Regions from separate parts of the Anas platyrhynchos genome. Here region 2 is linked to region 1. Evidence: chromatin contacts called from public Hi-C data. All regions are on one chromosome and are shown on one strand. The core of a region is the stretch at or near the end of the contact, and the rest is flanking DNA. Distances in the headings are between cores, read along the strand shown.

What was found. A called contact is a pair of places that touch in the nucleus more often than the background predicts.
Region 2: a contact with region 1 is called in a Hi-C map of F5 follicle, with 2.4 times the contacts expected there. The contact joins the promoter of ATP6V0D1 here to the enhancer-like site in region 1. A contact is called at or near these places in 4 of 8 Hi-C or Micro-C datasets (F5 follicle, liver, skeletal muscle and 1 more).

The regions. Positions count from the first base shown.
Region 1 is chr12:12,257,844-12,262,425 of IASCAAS_PekinDuck_T2T, reverse strand. KCTD19 (potassium channel tetramerization domain containing 19) reads right to left here. Exons shown (of 19, transcript XR_011812313.1): 14 at 3,604-3,795; 15 at 2,469-2,623; 16 at 2,149-2,250; 17 at 1,672-1,766; 18 at 936-1,066; 19 at 704-831. It overlaps PLEKHG4 (pleckstrin homology and RhoGEF domain containing G4), which reads left to right. Exons shown (of 23, transcript XM_038185463.2): 23 at 1-789. Among named protein-coding and RNA genes, the nearest start is that of LRRC36, 18 kb to the right of the region's middle. Within about 2 kb of position 2,420, at least 5 of the 8 cell types and tissues checked have an H3K27ac peak or open chromatin away from gene starts, as enhancers often do. A contact at or near this core is called in F5 follicle and subcutaneous adipose tissue, where this site is marked.
Region 2 is chr12:12,428,354-12,432,935 of IASCAAS_PekinDuck_T2T, reverse strand. ATP6V0D1 (ATPase H+ transporting V0 subunit d1) reads left to right here and starts at 2,667. Exons shown (of 8, transcript XM_038185364.2): 1 at 2,667-2,900. The coding sequence starts at 2,768. AGRP (agouti related neuropeptide) reads left to right here. Exons shown (of 4, transcript XM_005025673.6): 2 at 29-217; 3 at 323-417; 4 at 1,203-1,496. The coding sequence starts at 43. The coding sequence ends at 1,394.

The DNA.
Region 1 (4,582 bases), core at 1,171-3,670:
AACTGCGTGATGTCTGAAGTAGGACAACGTAACTGCAGGACAGCTGTGTCCTGCGTCCCAAAGGTGCCTGTTAATGCAGAGTAACGTCAAAGCTCCCTGCAGGGCTGTGATGCTGTCTTGGTGCTCTTGGAGGAAAGTTGAAGATCAGCAATTTTCTGGAAGCTGCCAAGCTCCTGCTTACTCCTGGTTTGTGAAGTGCTGTAAATCAGCATCCCCCAGACACAAGAGAAACGGTGTCAAATTTGGCCTTTATGGAGCAGGGATTTTTTCAGTTGCAGTTTCACCCGTAGCTGCTGCTGGGGTGGAGAAGCTGCTTGGTCCCCGCAGTGCGTTGCTGTAGTCTCAGATGTAAACCCTCATAGCCACGTGAGTTACCCTCCGCGTATAAACTATGTTCATTCAAGTCTGGAAATTCCTGTACTGTACATAAAACACTTGTTTAATAAGCCGAATGTTTTTTAAAACTTGTTCTTTTTTTAGACAGCAAATAGAGCACAGTTGACACCTTTGTACAAAATTGTGTGGGAAACAGTTGCACAGGGAAGATTTTAGAAGTTACTATTTTAAAATAAGTAAGTTAATGCAAGATTTTGGGCTGCCAAGACAGTAATAGCTCATGTCACAAGAGGGAAAGAAGTTACTAATGCGACAAAAGGAACATGAAATTTTCTGAATTTCTCAAAAGGTTTTTACATTGCTGGAAAAAAAAAAAAACTTTAATGTTTACCTGATGCTGTTTTTTCAGGGTTTGATTGATTTGTCTAATAAAGGTTATTTTCTTTATATGAATCTTGTTTGCATGGTATGTTGATTTCAGTGTGGGAACCTGGGCTGCAGAAGAGGAAAGAGGTGTGCCTTGAGAAAAGCAGTTGTCCCCAGGGCATCTAAATGCCCTCTCAAAATGCTGGTGTAAGATTGAAATAACGTTTCCTTACCGAGTTGTTAGATGGATGGAAGTGATGTTTACTTGCTCTAGTTCACAGGGTGAGAACAGCGTCAGCTCTGCTCTGCAGAACTGCAGAGATTTTAGAGCAGGAATAGCAAAGCGCTGTGTCTGCACAAAGTGCTTAAAAGGAAACACGAAGTAACTGCTGGAGAACTGAGGTTATTATTTCCCCCACCTCTCCCCACCCCCAAAAATTATATATTATATATATATATATATAAACAGATAATAACAAAGGTGTTAGCAGAAAGAGTGGGTTCTCTTACTCATTTTCAGTAACTAAAGCCACAGGGCAGGGGTAAGCTTTTACCCAGCTCCTGTCCCAGCATTTTCTAATTCAGGGTTCCAGGGAGTCACCTGAGTGAGAGCTTCTCTGCATCCCCAGGCAGGAGTTAGGGGAGCAGTGTCACGGAAAACGTGCATGGCCATCTAGGCAGACCAAAACACAGCAACAGTAGGTGGTGTTTTTTTTTCTTTTCTTTTTTTTTTTTTTTCTGGTAAATAAACCTAACTCATGACCAGTAAGTGGTAGCACATAAGACAGCTACTTTGCTCCCTAAAGCTGACAGCTGACAAAAGGCACACCTCTTTCCTATTCTGAAAATTCTTAACTAAATGAAGGTACTGTTCAAAAAAACCAAAAAAGCTCAGATGAGATGTTTATCCCTCTCACACACCACAATGAAAACATTTCAAAAAACTTTATTAAGAGTCTGTAAACTTACATTTCCAAGGCAAAGTATGAGACGGATCTAGCAAGCCCTCTCTCTATCAGTAAATCGAGGCAGCGGCTGTACTTCCACGCAAATGGCAAGGTAAACTGAAAAGGCACAAAAACAAGGTCACCGTTAAATCCCCTGCTGACTGCAGAACAGCAGCATCGCTGATTCCTTGCTGCATATTTCTTAAACATCCTAGAAGTCTTCCACCTACTTTTTGTGGACAAACTTATAAATTAGCAGCACAGTTTTAAACTTTTATTAAGGCTATATATTACACTAGTCAATTAACGTGCTGGGAGAATCATTTTGCAACACATTATTCCCCGTAATTCATTTGCAAGCAGCTGGGACGAGAGAACCAGCTTAAGCTGAATGCCAACAGTAATAATAAAAATAAAAAAAACACCCCCCCAACACACACTCACACGTGCACAAAAACTCTCAGCCCTACAGCATCACCTGGTGGCGAATGCTACTTACTTCCACCCACTGCAGTAGCTCTTCACGAATCTTCCTGTCCCGTTTAAAATGCTCCGTGTTCAGTAAATCAGCGACAAACTCCTTGGGTGTGAGCTGCTGGGTCTAAAACACAGAACGTGACATCGTCATTCCAGCAAGTAGGGGCTCTTGCTTAATAAGGAGAATTAATTACCCTTGTTGAAACTTCTCAGCAGGCAAGCTGCTAAATGCTCCATCTCACTCTGTTGAAGAGCCCAAGTTTTTATGCCCTGCCACCCATCGGTGGCCTGGGGAAGCTGAGAAACCACAACTCAGCCAAATTGCCATGACCTTGTACCTACCCAAAGCCTGTTCACAAGGGTCATGATCTTGGCTGTGATTTCCTTGGGATCCTTCTGCCTTATGGAGTCCAGGATGACATCAGTCAGGAAAAAGTGGCACTTCCTGGCATAGAATATCTCCTCACGCGAGAGAGAAAAGCGAAGAAAAACGATATCTACAAGAAACAGTTCAAAGAACACAAAAAAGGATGTGGTTACAGCATTCAACATTTCAGTCATCCAACCTTTGGCTTCTTTAACGCCTTTCCTGTCCAAGGTTTTAATGCAATAGAAACGGCCAGTTTTCAAACCTGAGCTCAACTTAAGGGTTTGCCCAAACGAACACTGAATATAGATTTCAGGACATTCACCTTGGGCTTTGTTTCATTTCTTTTCAGCTACATTTAAATGCATGTGTGTTTATACACACACATTATTGGCTTACATACGCACATGTGAGCCACAAGGTGATCACAGGGGTTCACTCTGCCCACCAGAAAGACTCATGCTCACACTCCAAGAAGTCTCAGCTGGAACTGGGCCCCCACAGCACCACAATCACCTTCCCAGACAGGACACAGCAGTGCTCTCGTGCCTGCCCATCTCCAAAGCCTAAGGTCTAGCCCTTCTCCCAGCAATGCAGGAGACAGCTGGGATCAGTACCTGGGATCTGACACAGCACCAGGGAAGGGCCACTGCACTATTCTGCTACAATATTAAAAAAAAAAAAAAAAAGTGTGTGTGTATATTATGTATTTTATATATATAAAATACATATTTCACATCAATAAACAAGTATGCAATGGACTAGGAAGCTGCCTTTCACTCTTGCATATCCTTGAACAATCTGTAACCACCCAGATAATGAGTTTACTGGTTTTCCTCCTTTTTTTTTTTTTCTCCCCGATTCTTTCCAGTTCTGTAGCTCTCTAAAAAATTCAATGCATTAAAGAGCTTCACTGGGAACTATTTAAGACACCTGCAAGGTTAGGCAGCTGCTGTCCTGCTGCTTTGAAGAATTAAGTCTTAGCAGTAGTTAAGCTGCAATAACCCTAGGTACTCAGACAGTCAGAACTGGCAACGAATCACGACAGAGATAATACTAAAAACTCTGCAGCAACATCATTTTTCTTACCTTTTGAACATCCTTTCTTACCTTTGGGTAGTGCTTGAGTGCTTGAATTACCCAGCTGGGTGCCATCCAGCAGAATGCTGTAAACAACACTCTCTTCATTGCACGTATGAAAGCCATCACTGCCTAAAACTGGAGGATGTTCAACTTTAAGAATCAGCCCTACATTTCTGTGATCTTCCAGAAGAACAGGGGTTTGTTTGCTGTCCATTGTTTCTGTGAATGAATACAAGCTGAGTTTTATAGCACAGCCCATGCAGAAGTACTGGAATAAACACATTTGTTCTTTTGTAAGCGTGACCACAAAATTGTCATCTCGTTTAAGTTATGCGCTTTTTTTTGTCTTCATTCTGTCATGAGGTTTTGCCAGGAAAAGTGAAATGCCAATAGACAGAAAATGGCAACTTTTTCATCAAATAATTTACAATCTGAAGTATAATATTACAGGTTTTCTCTACTCCCCTCTTTCACAGGGAAAATTCAGAAAAAGTAACCATTACACATTGCTTAACAAAACCCAAGCATAATTTAGTCCGGCATTCTTTCAAGGGATATGAAAGAGGTTTTTTTTTTTTTTTTTTTTAATAGGAAAAAATAATCCAGCTTGCACTGCTATAGTAACAAAAACATCCACAATCATTATTAATACATTCTGCTTTGCCAGCAATTCTGTGAAAACTCACAATGTTGCCCACTGTGGAAGTGGTACAGGGTAAATCACATCCTTTTTAGGGTGACGGGAGAAGTCTTGGACTGGGACTTTCCACTGAGGTTTCCTGAGCTTGCATTTAGTATCTTGGCTATCAAACATTTTTAACTCCTACACACGGCTGTGGAAACTTCTGGGTTTAACATAAACTCAGCCTTTGTGCTAAATTACAGGTTTCTGTAACTTGGTCTGTGCCCAGTGATCTCACTGGTTATAGTGGACTTTATTCAGCTCAATTCACACTAGTAGTATGGATCTGTTGTTAGACCCTACATCTGAAACCCTTGTAAAACA
Region 2 (4,582 bases), core at 1,418-3,917, 170 kb before region 1:
TGATTCTGGTCCTTTCCCCCCCCCACAGGTCACCCCAGGACCATGCTGAACGTGCTGCTGCTGTGTTACGGGCTGCTGCAGGGCATCCAGGCCATCCTCACCTCGGACCTCAGCCACGGCCACCTGCAGAAGATGAGCACCGGGCTGTACGGGGCAGACAGAGCCCGCTACCCCAGCCTGCTGCGGAAAGTCAAGGAGGTGGCGGTGGAGCCTGCAGGTGAGTCCTGAGCTCCCCGACCCTCGCTGGTACACCCAGGCCCCCAAAATGTAAGCGGGGAGCCCCCCCTGCAGTGCCAGTGTGCAGCCTCTCTCTGTTTTGCAGGAGCTCTTCCCAGGACGGAGTTTGATCAGATGTCCCTGGAGGTCCAAGAAGCTGATGGTGACCTCCTGCAGAAAAGCGGTGTGCTGGAACCGCAGGTAATGCTCCATGACCTTGTGTTTCCCTTAAAAAAAATCATAATAATAAAAAAGGACCAGGGCTGCTTTGAGTCACACCAGGCTTCTCCACGCCCTAGTGGTCGGGGTGGTTTGGAGCAAACCCTAAATGTGATCTGGGAAGGGAGCATCCCTTTGCTGTCCGCTGAGGAGCATGGACAAGCTGGGATTTGGGAAGCTGGACATCACAGGGCTGGGAAAGCTGTTCCTTTGGGGTCAGCCTTCCAGGGACGCTGCTGCAGGGGCTGGGAGGGGAAGTGGCTGGAGGAAGTTCTGGAGGCAGGCGAGGTTTCCCGGCCTAATTTCCTAAGAAAGTGTGGGAACTGAAACTTCCCACCACGCGTTTCCGTAATGAAAAATGGGTGTGAAACATCCTCTTCTGAAATGTCTCAAGCCAGACCGATTGTTCTGTAAAAATCAGCGGGGACTGTGAGGACACCTCCAGCCAGAGGGAATGGGAGCAGGGAATCCACTGCTGAGGACCTTCAGATCCTTTTGGAGCAACACATGGACCCGTCCTTCCCCTTGGAGGGTCCGAGCGGGACCTGCTCCTGCTACCCCCGACCCAAGGGGGTCATGGATCAACTGCTGAAGTGAAAAAAGGGTTCAGCACAAAGTCCTGAGTGTCTTCTCCTGGATATCTCTGGTTTTGGCAAGCCTCATTTCGTTTGAGATGGAGCTGCCTTGGGCTCCTGGCTCTCTCCAAAATGATTCTTCCTCACCAGCCGGCAGACCACAAACCCTCTCCCTCCTCATCTCTCTGGCAGGCATCATCCACAGCCCTGCAGGCTCCGGGTCGAGAAGAACGCTCTCCACGCCGCTGTGTCCGCCTCCTGGAGTCCTGCCTGGGCCACCAGATCCCCTGCTGCGACCCCTGCGCCACCTGCTACTGCCGCTTCTTCAACGCTTTCTGCTACTGCAGGAAGATCAGCACCAATTTCCCCTGTGGCAAGAACTAGTGCCGCCGGGCTGCCCGCTCCTCGCCCCTCAGGGCCGCTACGGGCCTCTCCCCACAAGCCTCTTCCTCTGCAGCTCCAATAAAGCAGCCGATAGCAAACCCATCACTGAGCGAGACTGGGGCTGGTGTCCTGCTCGGGGTGACAGGGGTGGGCAGGGACCTCCTGGTGTCACCCGGTGCTACCCTGCTCCAGCAGGGCCACCCAGTGCCAAGCCCAGGTGGGTTTGGAGACCTCTGATGATGGAGACCCCGTGGCCACTCTGGGTGACCTGTGCCTGCGCTCAGCCACCGGCATTGCACAGAAACACTTCCCGATGGGAAGTGCCTCCCCACCGGGGGGGCTCCGGTGTGATGTGTGGGGCTGTACTGGGGTGGGGGGCTGAGGATCCCCTTAGATTCCCCACAGGGTGCCTCAGGCTTCCCCCTGGGTCCCCTCAGGCTCCCCCTTAGGACTCCCCCTAAGATCCCCTCAGAATCCCCCCAGACTCCCCTCTAAGACTCCAATTACCCCTCAGTCTCCCCTTAATACTCCCCCTAAGACCCCCTCAGGCTCCTCTCTGACTCCCCATCAGCCTCAGTCTCCCCCAGACTCCTCTCAGAGTCCCCTCAGCCTTCCCCTAAGATCCCTTCAGAATCCCCCTCAGGCTCCCCTCAGACCCTCCCCTAAGACTCTCTCTGACCCCCCTCAGCCTCTCCCTTAGGACTCCCCCTAAGATCTACTCAGAATCCCCTCAGACTCCCCTCTAAGACTCCAATTCCCCTCAGTGTCCCTTTAATATTCCCCCTAAAACCCCCTCAGGCTCCTCTGTGACCCCCCTCAGACTCCCCCAGGGTCCCCTCAGGATTCTCTTTAAGACTCCTCAGCCTCTCCCTCAGGCTCCCCCTTAGGACTCCCCCTAAGATCCCCTCAGAATCCCCCCAGACTCCCCTCTAAGACTCCAATTACCCCTCAGTTTCCCCTCTACGACTCCAATTCCCCTCAGTCTCCCCTAAATACTCCCCCTAAGACCCCCTCAGCCTCCTCTCTGACTCCCCCTCAGGCTTCCCCTCAGCGTTCCCTCAGCCTCCTCCTAAGACCCCCTCATGATCCCCCTCACACCCCCTGAGTCTCCTCTTAAAACTCCCCCTAAAACCCTTTCAGCCTCCTCCCCCAACCTTCCCTAACCCCTCCCTCCCTCCCTTTTTCAAAATTCCCCCAAAACCACCCCAAATCCCCTCCCCTCCGCCCGAACCCCTCCCTCCCCGCGCAGGGCCCGCCGGGCCGGTGAAGCGGGCGGGGCTGCGGCCGGCGTCAGGCGAGCGGCCGGGGGAAGGGGAAGGGGAGGGAAGGGAAGGGAAAAGGAAGGCGAAGAGAGGAAAGGAGGCGCTGCCGCCATGATGTCGTGTTGCCCCGAGCTCCACTTCAACGTGGACAACGGCTACCTGGAGGGGCTGGTGCGAGGCTTCAAGGCGGGCGTGCTGCGGCACGGCGACTACGTGAACCTGGTGCAGTGCGAGAGCCTGGAGGGTGAGCTATTGGGGGGGTGGGGGGTCGGGTCCTTGTCGTGTGTTTGCTTATTTATTTGTTTATGACGTTTTTAGATGTATATTTTTAAGTTTTTTGTGCTCCAAGCCTCGTCTAACCTTGCCTTCAGCACCCCCAGCCTGTCTGGGTGACCTGCTTCAGGGCCTCCCTGCCCTCAGAGGGAAGGATTTCCTCCTCATATCCGACCTAAATCTCCCCTCTTTCAGCCCAAGCCCGCTCCCCCTCGTCCTCGTCATCTGCCCAAGCAAATTGTCCCTCTCCAGCCCTTTTATACGCTCTCCGTGAGGTGTCCCCACAGCCTCCTCTTCCCCAGGCTGAACACCCCCATCTCCCTCAGCCTTCCATCACGGCAGAGCTGCTCCAGCCCCTTAGGCACCTTCGAGTCCCTGCTCTGGACCTGCTCCCACAGCCCCACGTCCTCCTCGTGCTGGGGGCTCCAGCCCTGGACAGAATCACGGAATTGTCGAGGTTGGAAGAGACCTCGGGATTATCGAGTCATCGAGCACGCAGCACTCCAGGTGGGGTCTCACAAGGGCAGAGCAGAGGGGGACAATCCCCTCCCTGCCCTGCTGCCCACCCCTTTTTTAATGCAGCCCAGGATGCAGTTGGCTTTCTGGGCTGCGAGCACACACTGCTGCCTCACAGCGAGCTTTTCGTCCACCAGAACCCCCAAGTCCGTCTCTGCAGGGCTGCTCTCAGTGAGTTCTTCTCCCCAGCCTGTCCTCACGTCTGGGATTGCCCCCACCCAGGTGCAGCACCTTGCACTTGGCCTTGTTGAACCTCGTTAGGTTTATGTGGGCCCAATTCTCCAGCTTGTCCAGGTCCTTTTCGATGCCATCCCTTCCTTCTGGTGTACCGACTGCACCGCTTGGTTGTGGCCATCCCACCCCAGCTGGTTGGTGCCGCGCTGCTCTCTGTGCCATCGTTCCATCCTAGGTGCCAGGAGGATCTGCCTGTAACCCACAAACACCAACACCTGCTCCCTAGTGAAACGGGTCGGAGACACGCGTGTCTTTAGGTGTCAGTGGCACAGCAATGGTTGGATTTGCTAAACTTCTGAAAATGCCAGGGAACTGCTGGCGAGCTGAAGGTGAGGCAGCAGTGTGCCCTGGCAGCCAGGAGGGCCAAATGTACCCTGGGGTGCACCAAGCATGGCATCGCCAGTTGGATGAGGGAAGGGATTGTCCCTCTGGTGCAGCCTCACGTCGAGCACTGTGTGCAGTTCTGGGCACCACAGCACAAAAAGGACGTGAAACTGTTGGAGAGTGTCCAGAGGAGGGCTGCAAAGATGGTGAAGGGCCTAGAGGGGAAGATATATGAGGAGCGGATGAAGTCACTTGGTCTGTTCAGCCTGGAAAAGAGGAGGCTGAGGGGAGACCTCATCATGGTCTACAACTTCCTCGCGAAGGGAAGTGGAGGGGCAGGCGCCGATCGGTTTTCTTTAGTGACCAGCGATAGGACCTGAGGGAATGGAGTCAAGATGCAACAGGGGAGGTTCAGGCTGGACATCAGGAAGAGGTTCTTCACCAAGAGGGTGGTCGCACACTGGAACAGGCTGCTCAGGGACACAGTCACAGCACCGAGCCCACTGGAGTTGGAGAACCCTTTGGACTGTGCTCTCAGTCATATGGTCTGAATTGCTGGGTGGATCTGTGTGGTGCAAG